2 separate regions of the Zea mays genome follow, and region 1 is linked to region 2. Evidence: chromatin contacts called from public Hi-C data. All regions are on one chromosome and are shown on one strand. Each heading gives the region's core, a stretch centred on a gene start, on an enhancer-like site or on the middle of the called end of the contact. The rest is flanking DNA. Distances are from core to core; before and after follow the strand shown.

What was found. A called contact is a pair of places that touch in the nucleus more often than the background predicts.
Region 1: a contact with region 2 is called in a Hi-C map of leaf, with 4 times the contacts expected there. The contact joins two enhancer-like sites. A contact is called at or near these places in 2 of 25 Hi-C or Micro-C datasets (leaf and tassel).

Annotation. Positions count from the first base shown.
Region 1 is chr4:34,484,750-34,487,449 of Zm-B73-REFERENCE-NAM-5.0, reverse strand. LOC100281091 (LHY protein) reads right to left here. Exons shown (of 11, transcript NM_001370710.1): 10 at 2,564-2,700; 11 at 1,868-2,474. The coding sequence ends at 2,124. Among protein-coding and RNA genes, the nearest start is that of LOC100281091, 34 kb to the right of the region's middle. Within about 2 kb of position 1,434, at least 2 of the 20 cell types and tissues checked have an H3K27ac peak or open chromatin away from gene starts, as enhancers often do. A contact at or near this core is called in leaf, where this site is marked.
Region 2 is chr4:34,301,889-34,304,640 of Zm-B73-REFERENCE-NAM-5.0, reverse strand. No RefSeq gene overlaps it. Among protein-coding and RNA genes, the nearest start is that of LOC100125646, 100 kb to the right of the region's middle. Within about 2 kb of position 1,305, at least 16 of the 20 cell types and tissues checked have an H3K27ac peak or open chromatin away from gene starts, as enhancers often do. A contact at or near this core is called in leaf, where this site is marked.

The DNA.
Region 1 (2,700 bases), core at 185-2,684, 180 kb before region 2:
CCAACGAGTACTTATGCGCTCGATTCGGAGTTATACTTTAGGAGATATCGCTGTTTGAACCCGGCTATGTTGCTGTCCAAAAATAGATTGCAGGGTGTATCTTGTAGACGGGTTTGGGCTAATTATATGTTGCAATTTAATTATCATTTGAATATAAAACTTGTGGAGAATTTTATGTAGATGCTTCCGGAGTTTTTGATTAATATCACTGTTGTTATAATTTTAAAGTTATGAAATTATCAAGCAGCGCCGCTACAGTTTGGTGGTGATGGGGAGAGTTGTCGCTCGCGACGGGTTGGAATTGTGCGTAGGTGTGGCGTTGTTTATTAGTGCTTGTTATGTTGATTTGTGCACTAAGGTGTGTGTCAAAAACAGGTGGTGGAGTACCATTCCAAATTCCCGGTGAAGGCAAGTAAATATAGTGGTGGTTCCTACCGTTTGGTTTGCATCCTATGCCTTGTCATTGAGTATGCATAAGTATTAAATGTGTTAATCATTGTATTCTATGATAAAGTTTATTTGTTCGAAAGTATTAATTCTCAATTGTCTAATATTGCGGATGATCATGATTTGGGAATGATATATGTGGTTGATTCCCATCTTGGATATAGTTGAAGTATATTTTTGAATCACGTTATATGAAGTGTTGTAGGCATGCCATGCATATCGCATCATCCATCTTGCGTTTTGAAGTTATGTCGTGATCTTATGGTACGACCGTACCGGTACACTTTTAGCATCGTACGTTGCCCGATGAGGGGTACGATGCGGCTTCATATCCTTAGAGGTATGGAGGCAGAAGTCATCCTTGCATTTGTGGACATTTGCACTCATGAGGTATATATGAAGTGTGACATTACTATGTTACTATTGTGGTTTCTACCTGCGAGGTGTGGTAACTAGGTGTGTTGTACGTCGTATTCATGCTGCATCTTCGTATTAAGAAGGTTGTGAAATCAAGTGGTGGTAAAACAATGTTTTTATATGGTTAAACAATTTGTTATTATTTTACTTGCTGAGATGTGTCATCTCACTCTTGCATTACTCAATGCAGGTACTTGATATATGTTGGGAATGAGGGGAGTAGCAGCACGTCCACTTTCACTCTCATAATAACGCTGCCCAGGCGCAACCATGATTTAATTAGAAACTTGTTGTCAAATGGTGTTTGTTTTTTTTAACTAGTTGTGCGCACTGGTTAATTCAATTCATGTCGTATATTTAACTTCCCTTTGCTAGCCGATTAATAATACTTAGTATGTTTTTTGTCATGATATATGTTTATACATTGTTGTCCCCTCATTTATGCAATTTTGTAAATGTCAGAAGTGTAATTCAGTAGCATTCCGAGGTGTTTGTGGATCCCGGGGTGTTACAGTTCCGTTGACGAAGTTCTTTCTTTGTTTGCAAAGTGTCCAATTTTATCTTTTACATTAACTGCTATACTTCTGCCTATGATAAAGGTTCCAACTCATTTGGTCCATTTGAGTGAAAGATCATATGTAGATTTGTAGAAAAAACATCTAACTGTATCATAAGTTTTTTTTTCAAAACCTATTTACAAAATGACCTCATTTAGTTTCTTCCGGTGGACTTCATGAATTGTCTCATGCAGGATAACACAATTAATGGATGGATGTCCATGAGAGCATAACCCAAGTTAATGATAACACAATCCATGATAGCATAACACAAGTTAAAATAGAAGTGAAACATTTATGTGAGTACTTTCTCTACACAATCTTCTAGCAACAGCAAACATGACAATGTTCAAATATTTTCTGCCCTATATTAGTCATAATGTTCACCCTCTCGCTCAGCCTATCCTACACCTTGATCAAATAAACCTTTGCATGAGCCTTCAAAATAAATAATATTTCAATTATTTTCCTTTCCAAAAATATAAAACATAAGGAAAATACATTTTGACCAAAAAAAAAAGTTTGATAGTTGCATGATGCTTAAATCAGACTCTACGAGATAAGGTTTTAAAGCAGTCTAGCGGGCTGCTTGACAAGCATTAAAATACAGCACACAACAGATTGAGTTTTAATGAAGCACTGCATTGCAAGATCTGAAGTCCTATAGTAGCTTAGATGTAAATATAACTTTGAAGAAATCAATTATGTGGATGCTTCGCTATCAAGACGAATCCTCTTGGTACCAACCATGTCGCTAGCCGGCACCCGGTTTTCCTTCGCTTCCACAGAACATCTCTTGTATGGTTTGAAGCCTGTACGGCGCGATTTCAGCTTCAGGTGCGACAATTCATTGGGAAAGGAAGCCCTGGGCTCATCCATTGTGTCGAGGTCATCATGATCAATGCTTGTGGCATTCTTGTTGAGGTCAACTGCCACTGTGGTCACTTCATCTTCCTCCTCCTTGGCAACCTCCTTCGAGTCTACTGCTTGTGGGGGAGAAAAGCTTTGCGGAAGCTTTTCCCTACTGAACAGCGCATCGAAAGCCAGACGACCCTGTCAACAAAGAAGTGAATCAGAAAGGCAATGATGCGTGCTCAAAAATTTGGACAGAGTGAATTAGCATATTGTTGGTAGATTACAACCTCTTCGGAAACTTCCTTCCATGAATCACTTGTGCTTCCATTGCTTCTAAATCTGCGGTGGTTAGTGTCACCAGCTGAAGAGTTGCTGCAGGAGGCTTGCTTCGCCTTCTCATTAGCATTGTCCTCCTCAGGAACAT
Region 2 (2,752 bases), core at 56-2,555:
CGTCAGGGGAGCGAATGCTTATATTGATCATAATCGTGAGACAATAAATGTCATATTCTATGCCCTGAAGGCGTGAGCTTAATGATCAATATGTGAACCTTTATGGAACTTTCTATCAAATATATAGATCCAGTCGATCGAACACCATCAGTCAAAGTGGCTTATTTATATTGATACGTGCACTTATCTCGTATATCCTAGAAGTGAGTAGAGGTAAAGTTCCCGAAATATTCCTTGCAAGGATATGCAATCTGTTTGCTAAATCTTTATGTGCATATACTTCCAGAAGAAGATGTTTTTGCCTTATTGATACGGTTTTGCAAGGATCAGGGGAGCACATTTCTAAAGTTAGCCCTTGTAGAAGATTCGATAGAATCTAGATCTCAGAGGATCGAAATCTGTCACGATGACAGCTGTTGTACTCTTTTTCCCTTGGTGAGTTTTCTTGAAGTTTCTCACATGAGGTTTTTAACGAGACAACAAAGTGCAAATGCAATTTGTATCACCATGCACTCTTTCTCCACATTTTTTCTACTGGGTTTTTCGATTTTAACGAGGCATGAGTTGGTCGCGGTATTCGCTCAAGGGGGAGTGTTAAGTAACCATAGTTAGGGTTATGTGGGCAAATACCTGCTTTGCCCCTAAGGGGTTTCACGTCTCTATATAAGGAACTTGTACACCCCTCATAATATAAAGAAGAGAAAGAGGCCAGAGTCCCAACCCTATATCATGTGTCTCGTGTGTTCCTCTGTCGTGCTTATGGGAAGGGAGACGGATCTTGCACAACTTCTCGCGCCTCTACTGATGACGGGAGAGAAGGGAGCGGATCTGGTGATCTGTGGTAACGTAGTTCTCAACAATTAACACTTGTTGTTTAGAACAAGATTTAGTAAAATATTTAAAACTACAAAAAAACTTGTTTTTTTTTCTTCAAATTTTGCATTGTTGTTGGGGAAAAAACCCGTGGTCAAAGATGCATATTGTATTTCAAAACGTTGTAATCTTATATTAGAATAATGTCCTGTATGTATTTGTAAATACATTTTCTCGCTCATTCCTTCTCTCTAAATTCCCATTTTTGGTGTTGTCGTGTGTGGCCGTGTGGGCTCCCTCTGCTTCCTGTTCTCTTCCGATCCATTTCCCTTTATGGGCTCGATCCATTTCCCTTTTTATGGGAATTGTTGGCTCCTAACAATTCCTTCTCGAGTTTTGTGGGCTTTGCTGCTTCATGGTACATGTGCATGCATCCATATTCCTCTTGGGGGTAGCAGGCCAGTTCGGCCCATCGTGTGGGATACAAGCTAGTCTTACTTTGACAACAGTGCTAGCCATACTATCGTCTTTTTTAATGCCGCAGATGTGTCCCGCCGCTGCTTCAGAGCTTCTCGTGAGCAGCAACGGAAGCTATCGAAACCAAAGCATGTACTGGCAGTTGTTTATAGCACTCGAGACCCCAAAAAAATCGTTACATAGTTTATGGCATTTGATGTAACCATTGCTTCAAAGACTCGGTATAAAAAGCGTTCATGTTTTTTTCCTGCTGACGCAACCCATGAACCAAGAAAAAAAAGGCAATGACGCAAACTATTCAAAGAATTGTACAAAAACAACACACATCTATAACCTCCATGGCACTATAGCTTCACTCATTCGAGCAAGAAACATACTTCTATGTTACATGCTAGGTTTACTATCATCCATACTAAACCTATAGAAATTTGGGACCCTCCAACCATCAAGAAGACTCAAGAGCTATTATGTAATTGAAATGGAAAGGATACGACTTATGATAAGTGTTCCTGCTCGACTTCAATTATATACACAAGCTACTCTCAATAGATCTAGACACCTCATTTTTAAACCGATTCAGTGTTTCATTAAAATCGGTTGTAGGAGCTATAGACATGTTATCGAACATAGAATTTTCGCTAGGCGAGTTCGGTGGGTGAGGTAGAACCGTCTTATAACCCGCTGAGCCTTGATTCACCGTTGTTTAATGATCGGTTCGCGGAGTTCAATTCAAATTAGAAAGGGAAGTGGCCATTTACATAAACGTTCTTGCTCCACCTAAATTAGAAAGGAATCATATATGAATTTCACATGAATCAGTTTGTTTTCATAGAAGAAAAAACATACGAAACAAAAAAAAATCATGTATTCTAAAGAGGCCTGAAACAAGCCTTGAAGTTATACATGTCCAAACGGGTGGGCCGTGTCGGCCCGGCACGCCTGGACCCGTTAGGTTGACGGGTCGTGCCGGGCTGGGCCATCGTGGCACATTCCAGGCCCAAGCATGGCACGTATATAGCCATGTCGTGCCGGGCCGACCCACAGCCCGTTAAGGCCCGCCTTGCTTTAACCGGAGTGGAAAGGAAAATAAGCAAAAAAAAAAGCCTAAAAATAAGTTTAGCTAGGATTCAAACTCTGGTTGAAGGCTTTAAAATGCCTAGCCGCATAACTCTAGCCAACTAAACCAAATTTATTTTGTATCTAAAATATTAAAGTTGCTTCTAATATACAAAGAAATGCACTGGGAAATAAACAAAAATAATCGGTCCGTGCTCATGCCGGCACGACGTGCCACGGCAGCGGCCCAAGCCCAACACGAATAACGGGATGTGTCGTGTTCGTGACGGGCAAAAAAAGGTGTCGTGCAATGGGCCACCCGACGAGCATGGCCCATTTTTGAAGTCACGACTTTTACTTTGCATGGCGGGTGCTCTTCCTTCCTTCCCTCCATATCCATGCTAAG